Linked DNA regions of Oryzias latipes: region 2 is linked to region 1. A link is a contact called in public Hi-C data. All regions are on one chromosome and are shown on one strand. The core of a region is the stretch at or near the end of the contact, and the rest is flanking DNA. Distances in the headings are between cores, read along the strand shown.

Evidence for each region. Hi-C and Micro-C count contacts between places; a contact is called where the count stands out from the background.
Region 2: a contact with region 1 is called in a Hi-C map of fibroblasts, with 4 times the contacts expected there. The contact joins the promoter of c22h15orf41 here to the promoter of meis2 in region 1. A contact is called at or near these places in 3 of 5 Hi-C or Micro-C datasets (embryo, fibroblasts and gastrula embryo).

The regions. Positions count from the first base shown.
Region 1 is chr22:7,170,833-7,174,959 of ASM223467v1, forward strand. It overlaps meis2 (homeobox protein Meis2), which reads left to right and starts at 2,535. Exons shown (of 14, transcript XM_020713483.1): 1 at 2,535-2,625; 2 at 2,990-3,832. The coding sequence starts at 3,821. It overlaps LOC105356905 (a long non-coding RNA gene), which reads right to left and starts at 1,860. Exons shown (of 2, transcript XR_910956.3): 1 at 1,716-1,860.
Region 2 is chr22:7,312,314-7,316,553 of ASM223467v1, forward strand. It overlaps c22h15orf41, which reads right to left and starts at 1,374. Exons shown (of 11, transcript XM_011490240.3): 1 at 1,068-1,374; 2 at 718-818. The coding sequence starts at 818.

The DNA.
Region 1 (4,127 bases), core at 1,285-3,784:
GGGGGTCAGAAGAAGTTCAAATTCAACGAACTGATGTCATGTTTGTGAGGAAAATAGATTAGTTGTCTGACACTATTTTTAAAAAGTAAAGTAGTATGAAATATTATTTAAAATAAAATATGCAAGTGGTTTTATTATTTATCTCACGCGTAAAACCAGAACATTTTGAACCCTTAGTAAAAAAAAAAACAATAAAAAAACTTTCTGTTAAATGAATTGATAATTATTTTCTCATTTAGGAGCAGAAAGCTAAACTGGCAGCCAGGTTGCCTCTGCACGTCTGTCCTATCTAGGATCCAACCTTATCTCAGCCTCTCTGCATCAGCTTTGCTCATTTACATAATCTCACATACTGAAGAGGGCCAGAGAAGAACAAAGTTACAAACAAGATTAGGGTGATTTTGTTTGTTCCTGCTGTTGAGCGTCAATTGTTTCTCCCGGGGTGTTTAAGACCACTAAGAGGATTTGAAGCTCGTTTCATATCACTGATCTTTTTTGAAGGAATTAAATCAACATTGCATTTCTCTCCATATTTAGCAACAGGCTTGTGCGCGAACAACCTAGCCCTGCAGGGTAGGAGAGGGGGGCAGTGGGACTGGAAGTCCTGCAAAGAATAAACAGAGGAGTGGAAGTTGGAGCTTGCTTGCATGCAGGCGGTCCCGGTTTACCTTTAGGATGTGGCATGCTGCGGATCCTTAGCTTGGTGACTGTCCCAGCAGTGTTTTCATTGACATGGATCCTCTTCAGCCCCCCACCCCACTCCACCCAAACCTCACCTAATGAATCCAAACGCAGCTGGCCGTGTCCCACACGGACACCGAGCGCTTTAACCCTAAACTGACCTCAATTTGACACCACCAGATGAAATTTTACCGCCTGTTAATGCCATCTACTGATTTTTTTCATCTGCGCTAGAGTTGTATGTGCGCACCTGAAAAGAGCCGCGTCGTGAAGTAATATAAAACTACTTGAAAAGTCTAATTGTCTATGAGAGGTGTGCTACTGGAAATGATCTGCCTTGTAAAACGCAGTCAGGTCAGAAGCGGGAGAGTTTGAGTTGGCACACGTTCTGTTTATGAGGAAAAGATCATTTCAATTAACGACTGATGTAATTAGAATATATTTAAAATAAAGAAAAAAACTCCCGAGCCTATATGAAATAATTTACACACAAAAAAACGTTGTTTGGAAACTTTAACCTATTTCGCAACCTAAATATTGTCACTAATTGGCTCGTGTGTTTATAGATTCCGTTAATTACGCACATAAATAGTCGACAAAGGAGATAGCTTTAAATTTTGACACGGTTTTCGTCATTGCCGGAAGTTTTTCAAGGCATGGATGCGTTTCTGTGGAGCTCCACATCGGGCACGCATAATTAGTTTCTTCTATTTTCACACTCCGGGTGTTTCCATCACTCTCCTTCGGGGCAAATCGCATACTTCAGCAATAAAGCCGCAACATACCGATATAATCTAAATATCTAGAACTGCATAAACTTCAAAATTCTCCCAAATTGTTTTATTTACATTAAACTTGGAAAGAAATCAGCTATGCACTCCTTCCTTTGACTGATAAAGAATGCGTCTTAAGCGTAAATCATAAAAAATATGATATTTTTGGTCTAATAATCCATCTTGAAAGCGTTTCATTTTATTGCGCCGTGAAAGAACGCACAGCAAAGCGACGTATGCAGTAAGATTTTTGTTACTTACCCTTGTTGTCCAAAAGAGGAGGGCAGAAAAAGTCAAGCCCAAGCGCACAAATCAAAGAGAACGACAGTATTTAGCTTATGAAAATATAATTCTTCTGAAGCAGAGTCTGCCGGGTTTGCTGTGTTTACAGAGCGCAAGAGAGACTTGGGAGACGCTGAATGCCTTTTCCCTCTCGCACAGCTCTGCTGCTCCTTCCCGGGGTATTGCGCGTTGAAATGTCCACACAGCCGTTTGTCAAACGCTTCAGTCCTGCACTTCCCACCCTCCCCTTCATGCCAACAAACATAACTGTTGTCAAGTTTTCATTTATTAACTCATTTCCCTTTAAAAAGAAAAAAAAACAGTTTTGTAATCGACCCTGAACGCTGCTTAGTATTTAGATTGTTGGAAGAGTTTATTGACCTTCCAACAGTAGCCACAGCCCATCTCCCTGTGCGTGTGTCTGCCTTAATCCTAACCTGTGAATAATTAATTTCCACCATAAAAAATGTCACGGAGCCACAAATGGAGCCTTTATGTAAGAGCCTATCAATACAGCCATGATGGCATATTATCACCGAAAGAGCTAAATATTAAAGGGGGGTAGATGACCTGGTTCTGTTTCGTGCGTAAAAGTGCTCGGGCTCCAAAAAGAACTTCATTGCAATCGATGGCCGAAGCTTTGCTCCTCCTCTAAACTTCAATCTTCTCACATGATTGATGATCTTGGGGAGCTTTGATAATTGACTGCTCTGAGGTAAGGCACGGGTTTCGATCAAGACGCGGATTGGACGAAAGATACATGCAAAATGACTTTCCCCACAAAAGCTTTTTTTCCTCTTGGAAAAGTTCATTTGGGGCTTAGAGGGGTGCTGAGTGCCGTTTAATTTGCTAAACAGACCAGAGTCATAATTAGCAGCGAGATTAGGAGGTATTACTGTGATATTAAGTATGCACGTTGGCTGATAAACACAAAACAGATTTAAAAAAGTAAGCGTCATAGCTGTCTATTAAACACAGATGTGCCATAGTACTTTCTTTAGACTATAGAGAACTTATTTTTGGACAAAAATCAAAATGAAAGATATCTGTTCATTTTGTTTGGTAATCGTTATACGTTTTGGTGCGTAAAAGCTGGATTCTTGTCGTGCGTGTTGCGCTCTAGCTAAATTTTATTTTGTATTAATATTCTATTTCATTATTCATCGATCTGAGCATTTTATTGTTGGTTTTGAATAAACATTCGCAGCCTAAGAATGCACTTTCAACTCTAACCTTTTCTTCTTTCTCTTCAGGACTCTTCCCGTGGAGGCAGAAATTGTGTGGGAGTTGTGTTGCTGTAGCTTTTTTACCCCCAGTGTGGAGTTGAAGCCGTCCCTGCGCCTCGCACATACTCTGCATATCACAAGATTTGGTCTATCCTCTCTCTTCTCTGGAGCTGCTGTAGGACTGGCTATGGCCACCACTACTTCCGGGATCCGTCACTTCATTCGCCCACCGCTCAGCGCTGCGAACTGACTCTGTTTCTATAAGCAAGCTAGCAGCCAACCTGCCAACACTCGCTGACACTCACTCATCTCAGTCTCGCCAGATAGACGAAATACCTACGGGGGGAAGAAAGGAGAGATCCGAATCGCCATCTTCTCATTTCTACTGCTTTCTTCTACTTTTTTTTACGGCGATAATAAAACAAGATAGCGATCTGGAGGCATTAAAGGAGACGCGGACTTGCGGGATGAAATCGGACTAAAAAGATTCGTCCTTCTCTTGAACATCATCACCGACCGTCATTCATTCATTACCTTGACAACCTCTGGCTTTGATTGACAGCTGGAGTGGCAAAAAGCCATGAGACACGACAGTTTAGTTACATGCAGGTTGTTGATGGGCCGATTGTAACCTTCACGTTGGCGCATTTTTTTCTTTTCTTTTTTTTCCGAGGAAAGAGAGTAAAACAAGAAAATTTGCAAAACTCTTCGATGCTACGAAACCAACTGAGCCGCAGAGGCGAATAGGAGAATTCGCAAAGTTGGTTGAGAAGGAATCTTGCCTCTAAATCACTCTCTAACTGGGACTGGGATATTAAATATACGGACATATTCGGGAGTTTATTGGAGCGCAGCCTGATGGCGCAAAGGGTAGGTTTTAAATCTCCAACACTTACCTGTTCAAACCACAATAGGGAGGCCATGGTGTCGCTTCTTCTCCTGTCGGGTGCTGCTGGCAAATTCACAAAGTATTCACTCTCGGAGTCACTTGTATTTTGACGTTTTTGCTGCGCTCTCACTCTTCAAGCGGAGTGACAGGCTTCGGTTTTTACCACCAGCCTCCACCACAGTCGTGGAGCAGCTTCCCGGGGAGACTCCAAACTAATTCGCTCTTTTCACCCTCCAACCTCTGCGAGCAGAGCGGAGCAGCAAAGTTAGAATGTTT
Region 2 (4,240 bases), core at 124-2,623, 140 kb after region 1:
TGGGGTTTAAGGTGACTCACAGAACAGCAGCAAGTTCCACTAAAATTATACCTCTAGTTTGTGGATGTTGAGCAAAAGTGGCGTTCTGAAGCCCAGTAGAACAGTACCCAGTAGAACAGTAGTCCCAAACCTTTTTGCACCACTGGCTGATTTAATCCTTTAAATCCAGAGATGTCTGTGGTGACACCTAAATAACACGTTAGTTGGCATACCATATTTTCTGCACTATAAATGCACTTAAAGACTTTTATATTTTTCCAAAAAACAACAAAGTGCACCCTGCCTGACTACATACTGGTTGTGCTTTCTGGTGTCGAAGTGACTTTGACAGGTACACGATACTCAGTGAAAAATTTTATTGTGAATAGCCAAACGCAGCTAAAGTGTTTTAGTGGTACGAGTCCATTTTTATTATTGTATTATTTTGCTTTTTTAAGTAAACATGAAAACCAGAATTAATGGCAATTGATTATTTGATTGATTAATGGTATAGTGTTTCATAAGGTTCAGCCCCCTACTGTTATTCCACATGAGAATAATAAAAACTAAACATTATACCACACTGACAGATTATAATGGTTGGATAAATCTATTCATTGATTAATCATTACAGCCCTGGTTTTTACTCAATTTACATCTGCATTTTTACTTTAAGCCTCAGTTTATTTTGAAGAAGGAGGCTGATATATTAAAGGTATTTCAGTCTGTACCACTTACTTAGGAAATCTGTCCTTCAGCATCTTCATACATTGTCGTGTAGGTCTCAGTTGTTCAGTCGACCTCACAATGTCTCTATATTCAGCTCGGGACAGTCTCATCTGCATTTTGAACAAAGAGAAAGAATTCAGACATTTGTCATTGCAGCAAATGTTAGACTTAAAGACAAAATTACTGATGTGATAGCTAAAAGATGCCCTGCTAACCAGAACTATCTTTAGCATACGACTAAAACGATGCAAAAACGTACGTTATGCACATATTCTCTCATGTATGTAGGAGAAAATAACATATTTCCTGAAATAAAGCTCTAAAATGACAGAGAAAAAAACAGCAAACTGCTTGTTTACCTTCAATTCGTGCTGCTTTAGTGTAGCTTCGGTAGATACTTCCCGCTAGGAAGTTGAAGGGCCAGAGCCTGTGGTATTGACGCTCTGATTGGTCCACAACACCCACGAGGTCAGTATTCTAGTAGGCGATTGGCCAGTCGAATTCAGGAGGGCGTTGTCAACCTAAAACGTGTTGCAGGCTGCTACCAGTGTTGACATCCAGCTGGATTCTCATCTTCTGCCTTCGATGTGTAAGTCATGTGACACGTTAGGTGTTTTCCTGAACAAACGTGCATTTACTTTTAGACAGCGCTCGTTTGTTTGAGGGGCAAGCTGTGGAGAAACGCACGCGTTCAGCAAGAAAAAAAAAGAGGTGGTTTGATGTGTGTGACTGTCAAACTCAAAGGCTTTAACTCAAATGTAATCATATATTGCATAAAATCCTCGTGCATTGAGGATGTTTGGAGCTGTAACATCTAATGAATACAGTTTTCTGTGGTGCTGTACCGATTCATGATTTAAATATATTAAAGCAATAGTAAAAACAAAAAAAACATGTTTACACTTCAAATTCACAAGTTTTAAAAATAGTATTTACTTCAGAGAAACTTTTAATGAATGAAAATAGTTTTGGGGGGGGGGTAGAATTTTTTTTAAAATTGAATTCAGTTTATTGTATATTTTGAACTAACACCACTTATTTCATAAAAATATTATTGTTATTTTGTGATTAAATGTTCACTTGCTATAAATATGAGGTCACATACATTTTTTAAAACTTAAAAATTCTCTCATGAATAATCTGCTTTTACAATAGCATCGTTTAGCCAAACCAATTCTCATTTTCAAATTAATTTCCTTCTCAAATTACCAAATAGATATGCATTTTTTGTGCTTTTAGTTTGCTCGCAGTGTTCAGGAACCTAGCAAATAAATAAACAAACAAATAACAAAGCACTTTCCTCAACAACCTTTACGCTCAAATTCATCTGCAGGCTGGTATGATGACATCAAGCAATTCAATGTCCGTCGGACAATTTCTGTTTCCTGGGTGGACAATTCATTGTTGGGTGGAGAGCCTCCGTCTGACCTGTGGTGCATCAGAAAATGGAGCTCATTGTTGGTGGGCAGTGTAGTATGAGATCTGAGATGAGCTGAGGTCTCGGGCTGTGTGTTTACGCGCACCGTCCGTGGGTCTGAAAGGGCTCTGCGCCCAGTGCTTACTACAAAAGGAAGCTGTGTAGTAGGATTGGTACTGGCAGATAAGATCAGCCCCTCCGAGGAAGTCTGGTCTGATTGCTACAAAGGGCTGAGGTCAGGGGCAGAAGGAGCAGTTTATTCATCTAGGTATCAAGATCAGGGGTTTTGGTGGGCTGCTGTGCCTTTTAAAAGGATCAGTGTAAGGCGATGGCATTAAAAGATTTAAAAAATAAAAAGGTGGGGGGGGGGGGGGTCCAAAGGTGATGTGCTGTGATGGACACTAAAGCTCCAGGATTTGAGTGTTTTTTCCCCCCTGTGTTTTACTTATAATTGGTGTTTCTTGAATGTGAATCTTTGGTATGAGAGCCACGCTTCACTGTGACACGAGCTGATGCAAAAAAGCAACAGAGTGAATGGCAAATGAGGGGCACAAGTAAAGAAATGACTATTTTAGAGGCTGATTGTAGGCAGGGCAGTGGCTCACCCTGCCCTGCTAACCAGCTGTGAAGCGTGCTCACAGTTGGAGAGGAATTTACAAAGGATGTCTCCCTCTGATATGCAGGAGATGCTGCACTGATCTTTGCTTCGCTGCTCTCGGCACACTATTGTTGTGTTAAGCACCGTGCGACTAATGGTACTTCTATACGCCTAATGCTTTAAAAACACTTACATTTGACTTGTAGTAGAGGAAATCTGCAACGCTGTGTAGAAGAAGAAAAATCTGTATAAAAGAGTTTCTATTTTTTATTTTGTTTGACTATCAAATGTACGGTCTGTACCTGGGATTAATTTTGTATTTGCCCGTGTATAATTTTACTTTGACGTCACACCGTTCGAAGAAGTTGCTTATCGTGATTAATCATTTTGTGACTGCCTGCACAGCCAGAACATTTGCTAAAACCAAACGTTCTCCCTTTTTTTATCTGTAAATTCTGTGGATTCAATCCCAAGAACCGCAGATTTGCTATTTTTTAAAATCTGGAATCTCTGCTATAAAAATCTCTGTTTAAACATGAGGCAAACTAAAAGGCAGGAAATGCCTGCAGTATTAGCAAGGTATCAGATTCACATGATCACAGGGGTACAGCATGACTGCCTCCTGAAAATCCCACATCCATATTTTACATCACACAAGACAAGACACATGTGTTTCACTCAAGCTTTCAAAGCGGATTCTTCCCTTTATTTTATTATCCTATAATGAAATTAATTAGACAACATGTAATTAGAAGCAATTGCACTTACCCTCTCCAATCCACACACACGCACACACAGTTTTGCCAAACTCCTGCACACAATTTGGTTTTAAAAGGTTAGAAAATGTGCATTGTGAGTAAATCTAAAGCATTAATAGGGGATTGATAGTATTTTGAGATTGTATTTCATTCTAAACGGCAGCAGGCGGAAACAAAGGCTGCAGCCCAAGCTCATTAATCATTGTCAAGGAGTTGCCCGGGTGCAATTTGCATGACCGAGGTGGCTGCACATGATGCCGTTCGGACTGTGTTGCTGGATCTACCTCAATTTGGCTAGGCTGTTAAAGCTGTGTCAATCAAGAATAACCCAATAACAGTATGACAGAAGAAGACTGAAAATAAAGCTCTTCTAATTAACAAACTTTCCTTCATCTCCCTCCCGCTCCCTGTCTGCCCAATTTCTGTGTTGGTTTGGACTAATTAAACTGGGCTGATGACAAATGAAACAAGTGTGTTACTTAAAAAATGTGCATAAAATGTTTCTTAAAAAATTAAGGAAATCTATTCAATGTTTATATTTGAATATTGTGCCTGTTTTTTATTGTTTTTATTTTTTTTAAGTGAGCAGGGGTGTGGCCTTTCAACTTTATTCTGAAAGAGTAATCACTTTTATCTGTAAAGGAAGCTTTTATGCGGGTTTTGTCTGGGTTTTTTATTTATTTATTTGTCAGTCACAGTTTGGAGCCTCACTAAGCCATTGTAACTGGAGATAATTGGGTTGAGGCGTGATGCAGGGAA